2 separate regions of the Mus musculus genome follow, and region 1 is linked to region 2. The links are chromatin contacts, called in public Hi-C maps. All regions are on one chromosome and are shown on one strand. Each heading gives the region's core, a stretch centred on a gene start, on an enhancer-like site or on the middle of the called end of the contact. The rest is flanking DNA. Distances are from core to core; before and after follow the strand shown. Region 1 holds the start of Foxl2 (forkhead box L2). Region 2 overlaps Zic4 (zinc finger protein of the cerebellum 4).

Region 1 (3,609 bases), core at 650-3,149, 7.6 Mb after region 2:
CACACACACACACACACAGAGTCCTCCTTTCCCTTCATCTCAAAGTGGGAAGCACAAGCACACACTGTAGATAAATGGTCTTCGGACCGCTGGAGCCACTGGCCAGTGTGGGCTCGTGGCATTCTGGAGAACTCTTAAAGTCCAAGCAACCTGAAAGAAAGAGGTAGAAACAGGCACTGGGATAGCCACCTAGATGTGTGACTGGCACACATCATTCATTCAGACCATTATCCTTCACAACGTGTCTGATCACTCTTCCTCAGCCTCTCTCACACTTCCAAGACTGCAAACCTGTGTTAAGGCTGAGTGACAGGGCACACCTGATGTTGTGCTGGCACGGAAGGAATTCCTCTAAGTCCGTTTTCTATTTTCGGAGATGTAACTGGATCCCCACCAGACTTCGGCTATTATCTTAAAAACAAGGGGAAAGACTACTGTCCATTCGTGACTGGGACGCGAGAAAGCGCCTCCCCAGCCTGTGGTTTTCCTTCCTTACCTATGCTGGAAGGAGAAGATGCAGGTAACGGCTGTAAGGGTAGGAAGGACAAAGGAAGACAGGAAAAAAAAAAAAAAAAGAGGTTGTATCCACGAACCATGTTCATGGATACAACCATGTACTCTGGTGCTTGATTCATACACCTCACTAAGCAAAAATAAGCAAATACAAGTCTCACACATTGTACATATATAAGCATACCTGGGTTTCTGAACAGCACACTTGCGCAGTATCACGTGTGTCTTTAAGAACAGATTTTTGCCCCGTGCCTTCCACGCGTGACACTTGTGCACGCAACAGTCCCCAAAGCCCCTCAGCAACATCCTCGTCTGTGTCCAAGCCAGAGTACAAGGGATACCACTTGATCTTTAAAACACACACCCAAATTGTGGGATTGCAAGGCGAGTTCCAAGGAGAAAGCTGGTCCCTACATCCACCTCAGCACAGAGAAGCGAAACGTCCGATGCCAGTGAGCGGTACTCCTGGGTGTCTCTTCCCAGCGATCCTCTCCCCAGCCTCAATTGGGCTCAGAGAGCTCGAGGGACAGAGCAGGCCGAAGCTTCTGCCTTCCGTGACACGAGCTCTGAGCTGGTTTACCTCCAGCTGCCGCAAAGTTCGGCCACTCCACCCCGGTCCGGCCCCCTTGCCATCTCGCCCCTCCCTAAGCCTCAAAGCTAGAAGTCTAGCCCCAGCACAGCCCGAAGCACAGAGCAAAGGGTTTTGTTTTCTTTCACCTGAAAGCTGCCCAGAGGCTTGGATCACCTCTCCTCGCTGGGGTCAGCATTCCCGGGGCACTGGCAGGGCGCAGCGAGCCCCAACCAGGGCTTTTCGGCGAAGCAAACACCCGCAGATTTTCAAGACTCGTAAGAGCGTGAGGCAGGCTGTTGGCTGGGCCCGGGAGGCTCCGGAGGCTCGGGAAGGCCGGTCCAAGTTCTGCCGGCCGTTTAAAAAAAAAAGGAGACTTAGAGATGAACTCGCCCGTGCGCTGCTGGCTGCCCCGCTATAGGGGCGAAGGCCCCTGACGCAAGCGGAACTCTGCGGAGCCCATACGAATCAGAACGGAGCGAGGCTCCTGGCGCACTAGGGACTCCAGGAGGCGGCTGCGCCAGAGACGCGGGTCGCGCCTCGGGGAAACCGGGCGGTGGGGGGAGGGGAGAGCTCAGCCAAGAAAACCCACCGAGGCGGGGACTGGCCTGGGCGGGGAGGGGCGGCGGGGCCGGAGCCCCTCGCTGTTGGGCAGACTCCCGATGGCCAGAGGCTGACTTCCACTCCCGCAGACCGCTCCCCGGGGGGAAAAGAGAAGAGAGTGAGAGCCGCGCGAGGCCTCCGGTCCCCGCAGCCTGCAGAAGTTAGAGGCTCTGCGCCGAGCGCACACTCCTGCGCCCGCCTGCAAGGCGAGCCTGCACCAGGAGAGCACAGCCTCCGGGCTGCCCGGCCGCGGAGAGCCGGCTTTTGTCATGATGGCCAGCTACCCCGAGCCCGAAGACACGGCGGGGACCCTGCTGGCTCCGGAGAGCGGACGCGCAGTCAAAGAGGCCGAGGCGTCGCCGCCGAGTCCCGGCAAGGGAGGCGGGACAACACCGGAGAAACCAGACCCCGCGCAGAAGCCCCCGTACTCGTACGTGGCGCTCATCGCCATGGCGATCCGCGAGAGCGCCGAGAAGAGGCTCACTCTGTCCGGCATCTACCAGTACATCATAGCCAAGTTCCCGTTCTACGAGAAGAACAAGAAGGGCTGGCAGAATAGCATCCGCCACAACCTCAGCCTCAACGAGTGCTTCATCAAGGTGCCGCGCGAGGGCGGCGGCGAGCGCAAGGGCAACTACTGGACGCTCGACCCGGCCTGCGAGGACATGTTCGAGAAGGGCAACTACCGGCGCCGCCGCCGCATGAAGCGGCCCTTCCGGCCGCCGCCCGCTCACTTCCAGCCCGGCAAGGGGCTCTTCGGGAGCGGAGGAGCGGCGGGTGGCTGCGGCGTGCCCGGAGCTGGGGCCGATGGCTATGGCTACCTGGCGCCACCCAAGTACCTGCAATCGGGGTTCCTCAACAACTCCTGGCCCCTGCCGCAGCCTCCCTCGCCCATGCCCTACGCCTCCTGCCAGATGGCGGCGGCTGCGGCGGCCGCTGCTGCAGCCGCTGCAGCCGCCGGCCCGGGCAGCCCCGGTGCAGCCGCGGTGGTCAAGGGGCTGGCGGGCCCCGCCGCCTCCTACGGGCCGTACTCGCGCGTGCAGAGCATGGCGCTGCCTCCGGGCGTCGTGAACTCCTACAACGGCCTGGGGGGCCCTCCTGCCGCACCACCGCCGCCGCCACCGCCGCCGCACCCTCACCCGCACCCTCACGCACATCATCTGCACGCGGCCGCTGCGCCCCCGCCAGCCCCGCCACACCACGGGGCTGCCGCGCCTCCCCCGGGTCAGCTCAGTCCCGCCAGCCCGGCCACCGCCGCGCCCCCGGCACCCGCGCCCACGAGCGCGCCCGGCCTGCAGTTCGCCTGCGCCCGGCAACCCGAGCTCGCCATGATGCATTGCTCATACTGGGACCACGACAGCAAGACGGGCGCGCTGCACTCGCGTCTGGATCTCTGAGTGCCAACGCGCGCGGGAGCGGTCCCCCACCCCTATCCCGGGAGTGGAGGAGCCGAGCTCGGGTCGCAGCCGCAGCAGCCAGCCTGACAGCGCGCACTCCGGGACAGCTTCTGGATGCAGAGCCCTCGAGCGGTCTGCCCTTCCTCGGTCCGCCCCGCTCCTGCGACTCCGCTTTGTCGCCTCCGCTGCTCCTCCGGTGCTCTTCCCCGCCGCGGCCTCTGCTTTCCCGTGCTGCTGGCCGGAGGCCGCCCACTCCGTGCTTTCCGCGGGCCTCCTCTCCTCACCGCAGGGAGTGAGTCCCCGGCCGAGGTGCGGTCGAAGTGTCTGAGACGCAGCTTACCTCTTGGCCCTCTCTTCCAGGTCGGTGGACTCAAGCTCGATTTTATTTTTAATTCCCCACCCCGACTGTCTGCGACTAGAAGCGCTAGGCTGCTGGGGGAAGAGGGACCCACACTACCGGAGAATGGAAAGAACGTGTCTGGTCGCTCTGCGATCCCTCCTGGAACTGATCAGAAGCCGCTTGCAGAG
Region 2 (3,737 bases), core at 658-3,157:
ACAATTGCCTCACACTTACAGATTACTATTGGAAACTCTTCTTCCTTTTAGCCCCACCATCACCTGGACTGAGGGGTCATCTGACCCTTAATACCTTCTTTAGGATTTATGAGCCTTGGGGGCCTACTTTTGACTTGTTTTTGTGTTGCTAGCTCCACAGAAGGGACTTTTTTTGGTAACCCTCATTCTTATTTTAGTAGAGACCCAACGGGACCCACTGTCTTAAATGTCATTTACCGAGTTGTTAAGTGAAATAGGGACATGTGTCAACCACATCTGTTAGCTCTAGTTAACAGAAAGAAAAGGAGCTCGGTGAAGGAGCCTGGGAGTTGAACTCTTCTGGCCAGAAGCATCTAATTAATACAATTGCAAGAAGAAAGTTTTCACACTTTCAGAACAGCCTGTGAAGTTACATTAATTAGTTTAGCAGCCACCGTTTGACTCTCCTTACTCCCCCCCACACACACACCCCTCCTCGCTTGAAGTTTAAGAAGTCAGCGTCTTCTCCCCTCCCCCATCTTGGAGGCGGGAAATGGGAAGAATGATGCAGAGATCAGAAGAATTCCATCTTGGTACTCTAGTTTTGCAGGCGGTAGCTTCCCTTTCTACAATTCTTGTTAGAACAGCAACCCTTTTCAGAGTCCAAGTCCCCGATAGTTGCAGTACCCGGTAAGAAGCTTGCTAAATCTTCCCACAAACTGCCTTCTCCATGAGGTTTTAGTGGTAGAACACTGGCATAGGCTGAGGCAAGACCAAAGTCCAGTTTGGGCTCTTGTTCTTTATTCCCCTAGCATGTCAGCAAACATCTTGTACGGCTTTCTAAAGCACGTTATGAGCTCTTCCCCCCACTCTCTCTCATCCCTTTGGTCCCCTCTCTTCCCGAGTTATATCCCCAGGGACAGAGGAATAAGTAAGACCAGGATTCCAGACCTCAGACTAGCTGCTCCAGAGGCTGGCTGCCAGCACCGGGAAAGTGGATGCGCAATCCGGGGCTGGAGAAAGAACTCATCTTTAATGACAGGGATTTTGAAGCAAACAAACTTATACTGCTCTTTGCCGGCCCACTGTTTGAAGTCTGTGAAGCAGAAAATGGTTAAATTCTTAGCGTAATCGACCTACATCAGAGAAGCAAAAGTGTGCCTGGCTGGCTCTCAGGTTTGCTTGGACTCAAGGCAGAATTCTGCGCGTTCTTTTCGGCCTCTGTCCTAATTCATTACAGCTTGGGTTTAAAAAAAAATGAAAGAGAGAAAGAAAGAAAGAAAGAAAGAAAGAAAGAAAGAAAGAAAGAAAGAAAGAAAGAAAGAAAGAAAGAAAGAAAGAAAGAAAAGAGAAAGAAACCAAACCATAGAGCCTTCCCTGTTCCGGTGTCTCCCTCAAACCTCCTAAGTAATGGGAAGAAAAGGAGGAGGCAAAACAGCAACAAAATGTTTCTCAAATGGCAATAGAACTCTCTACAAATTATTCATGAAGACAGTTTTCGATTCAACAGGAAAATAATTGCCTTTTCAAATATTAATGGCGTTTCATTTCCTTGAGTCGCGGAAGCGGCGATCAGGAGCAGATTTCTTAGCTGAGATTCTCCCGAATGTGACTTCCAGGCCTGGCTCTGGAGGCAGCGGGTGAAGAAGGTTTCACTCTGTGGCTGTGACAGAGACCGGGGAACAATGGTAGGGCGGCGAGGGGAGACGCGGGCCAGGAGCGCGCGCCCGGTCAACCTCCCAAACTGGCGCGCCTCCCGGAACCCCCGGGGCCCGGGCTCTCCCCACTTTTCCCCCGCAGTCAGTCAGCCCTCGCGGAGGGCGAGGGGGGTGCAGGCCCGGCTCCCGGGCCGCTCTGGGGCGGAGTCAGGGCGAAAACAGATCCAGCCACAAGTGCCAGAAAATGGCGCTGGCCTAGAGGCCCCCGCAGGCCGGCGAACTTGGCGCCCGCGCTGACCGAGGCTCTGCTCGCTCTGAAGCCCGGGCCGAGGACCAGGACCGGGGCCAAGGCCCCAAGCCGGGGTCGGGAGGCTCGCGGCCTAGGCCTCCAGCCTGGCCTCCCTCGGGTCGTTCCGCGGGACCCAGGCCCGGCCCCGCGCCGCAGGGTCCACCCTCCCACCTAGAGCGTCTCTCGGGGGAGATGGGGGAGGGGAAGGGGAAGGGGTGGCGGGGTGGCGGGGCGGCGGGGGTGGGAGGGTCGTGGCGCTCGGAGCCCAGGGCGCCTCCTGCAGCAGGGCTACGCTAAGGCCCGCCTGCACCCGGCCTCCCAGGGGCCTGCTCACTCCCCGGTACTGATGCGTCTAGGCTCGGTACCTGTTCTTTTTTCTTCCCCGTTTCTCGTCTGGAGCGAAATACTCGTCTAGTTTACGCGACGAGACATTGGAATGGGATATGTGGCAGCAGAATCCCCCCCCCCCCAACTCCGTGAGGGAATTCTATCTTCAAAGTCTAACCTCAAACTCTATCCCTCAACCCACAAAAACCTTCATTTGTAGGTTGCAATTGATTTTTTTTTACAAGTTATTTTATGAAGAAAAAAAATAAAATAAAAAGAGGGAGGAGAGAGAAAAGTTTGGGTTTTCCAAACGCTGGTGGAGTCAAAGGAGAGAGATCTGGGGACAAATAGGGACACTGATTTGTTCATTATACATCTCCAATGTTTCGTAAGACTGTGCCTTGTCCTGTGAAAATGGCAGCGGGCAACATCTTCCAGAGGACCCTAGTGTACCAGCTCTACTACCGCGAGGGTGAGCACCATCAGTGGGCAGTGTGAGGGAGACGGGTTCGCCTGATTTTTTGCCTAAGCCAAAGGCAGGTTACATGCAAACCTCTATTTAAATCTGAGCGCCAGTGCCACGGCGGAATGGAGACTGTTGATTATATCAGGGAGTCTTCCCTGCAAACCGGGAAAGAAGCGATCACAAAGCCAACAGAGGCTCATCTTGTGTTCAGTCTTATGCTAGAGAAGTTTTAGCACCCCTGATCACCCCCAGGACCTTCAGTTGCTAAGATCACAGACACCTCTCCCTTTCCTTTTCGAAACAACCTCAGCTGAGCCAGAGATTTAGGGTTCTGGCTTCTGGGAGGGTCTGTGGTGGGAGTGGGGGTCATTTTCTCTTCCATAGAGCAGCAAATTCAAGCAGCAAGAAACTCCTGGACCGAGCCTTCCTCCAACCAATATTCCCAGCTTTGTGTGCGTTCTGGCCTTCCTGAATTTTGCCTAGACCTGCGGTATACCCGGTGGGCCTGGCCTGCTCCTAGCAGCCACTCACCCGAAGCTTGCCACAGTCAGGGCCGTGATTTCAACAGATTTAAGATCCCTCCTGGCCTGAACCGATTTTCATTTTCATCTATCAGCCTCTGGGCTCCTCTGGCCTGCGAGGTGGAACAGGCGGGCGGGTAATTGTCTGGGGAGGATCATAGACCTGGAATTGTCAGTTTGGACTGAGAGGGTCCCCTCTACACTCGATAAGGTCTCCGCGACACTGCTGGATCCGTATATTAAATAAATATTAATATTAAATAAATATTAAAATCGGCGAACACTATCTCGAGGAATTTCGGATAGACTAGGCAAGATTTGAAGAATGTTGGAGCATATTTGCCTTCAATGGGTAAAGTGGAAAGGAGAGGGGACTCTATTTTCTGGAAAATAACCTTTGGGGTGAATCGTTGCTCAGAACGTTTCTCACACTGCGCACACGCATGTGCATCCGCCGCTGTTCATCCTTTCAAATCCTTCCGTTGTTTGGCACTTGA

The links. A called contact is a pair of places that touch in the nucleus more often than the background predicts.
Region 1: a Hi-C map of epiblasts shows a contact between it and region 2, with 9 times the contacts expected there. The contact joins the promoter of Foxl2 here to the enhancer-like site in region 2. A contact is called at or near these places in 5 of 39 promoter capture datasets (cranial neural crest, embryonic stem cells, frontonasal cranial neural crest and 2 more) and 8 of 484 Hi-C or Micro-C datasets (B cells, cranial neural crest, embryonic stem cells and 2 more).

What each region holds. Positions count from the first base shown.
Region 1 is chr9:98,953,708-98,957,316 of GRCm38.p6, forward strand. It overlaps Foxl2 (forkhead box L2), which reads left to right and starts at 1,900. Exons shown (of 1, transcript NM_012020.2): 1 at 1,900-3,609. The coding sequence starts at 1,954. The coding sequence ends at 3,081. Foxl2os (forkhead box L2, opposite strand) reads right to left here and starts at 1,603. Exons shown (of 8, transcript NR_003248.3): 1 at 698-1,603; 2 at 497-527; 3 at 321-411; 4 at 1-150.
Region 2 is chr9:91,379,759-91,383,495 of GRCm38.p6, forward strand. All of the region lies in intron 1 of Zic4 (zinc finger protein of the cerebellum 4), which reads left to right. Among named protein-coding and RNA genes, the nearest start is that of Zic4, 3.7 kb to the left of the region's middle. Within about 2 kb of position 1,908, at least 77 of the 459 cell types and tissues checked have an H3K27ac peak or open chromatin away from gene starts, as enhancers often do. A contact at or near this core is called in epiblasts, where this site is marked.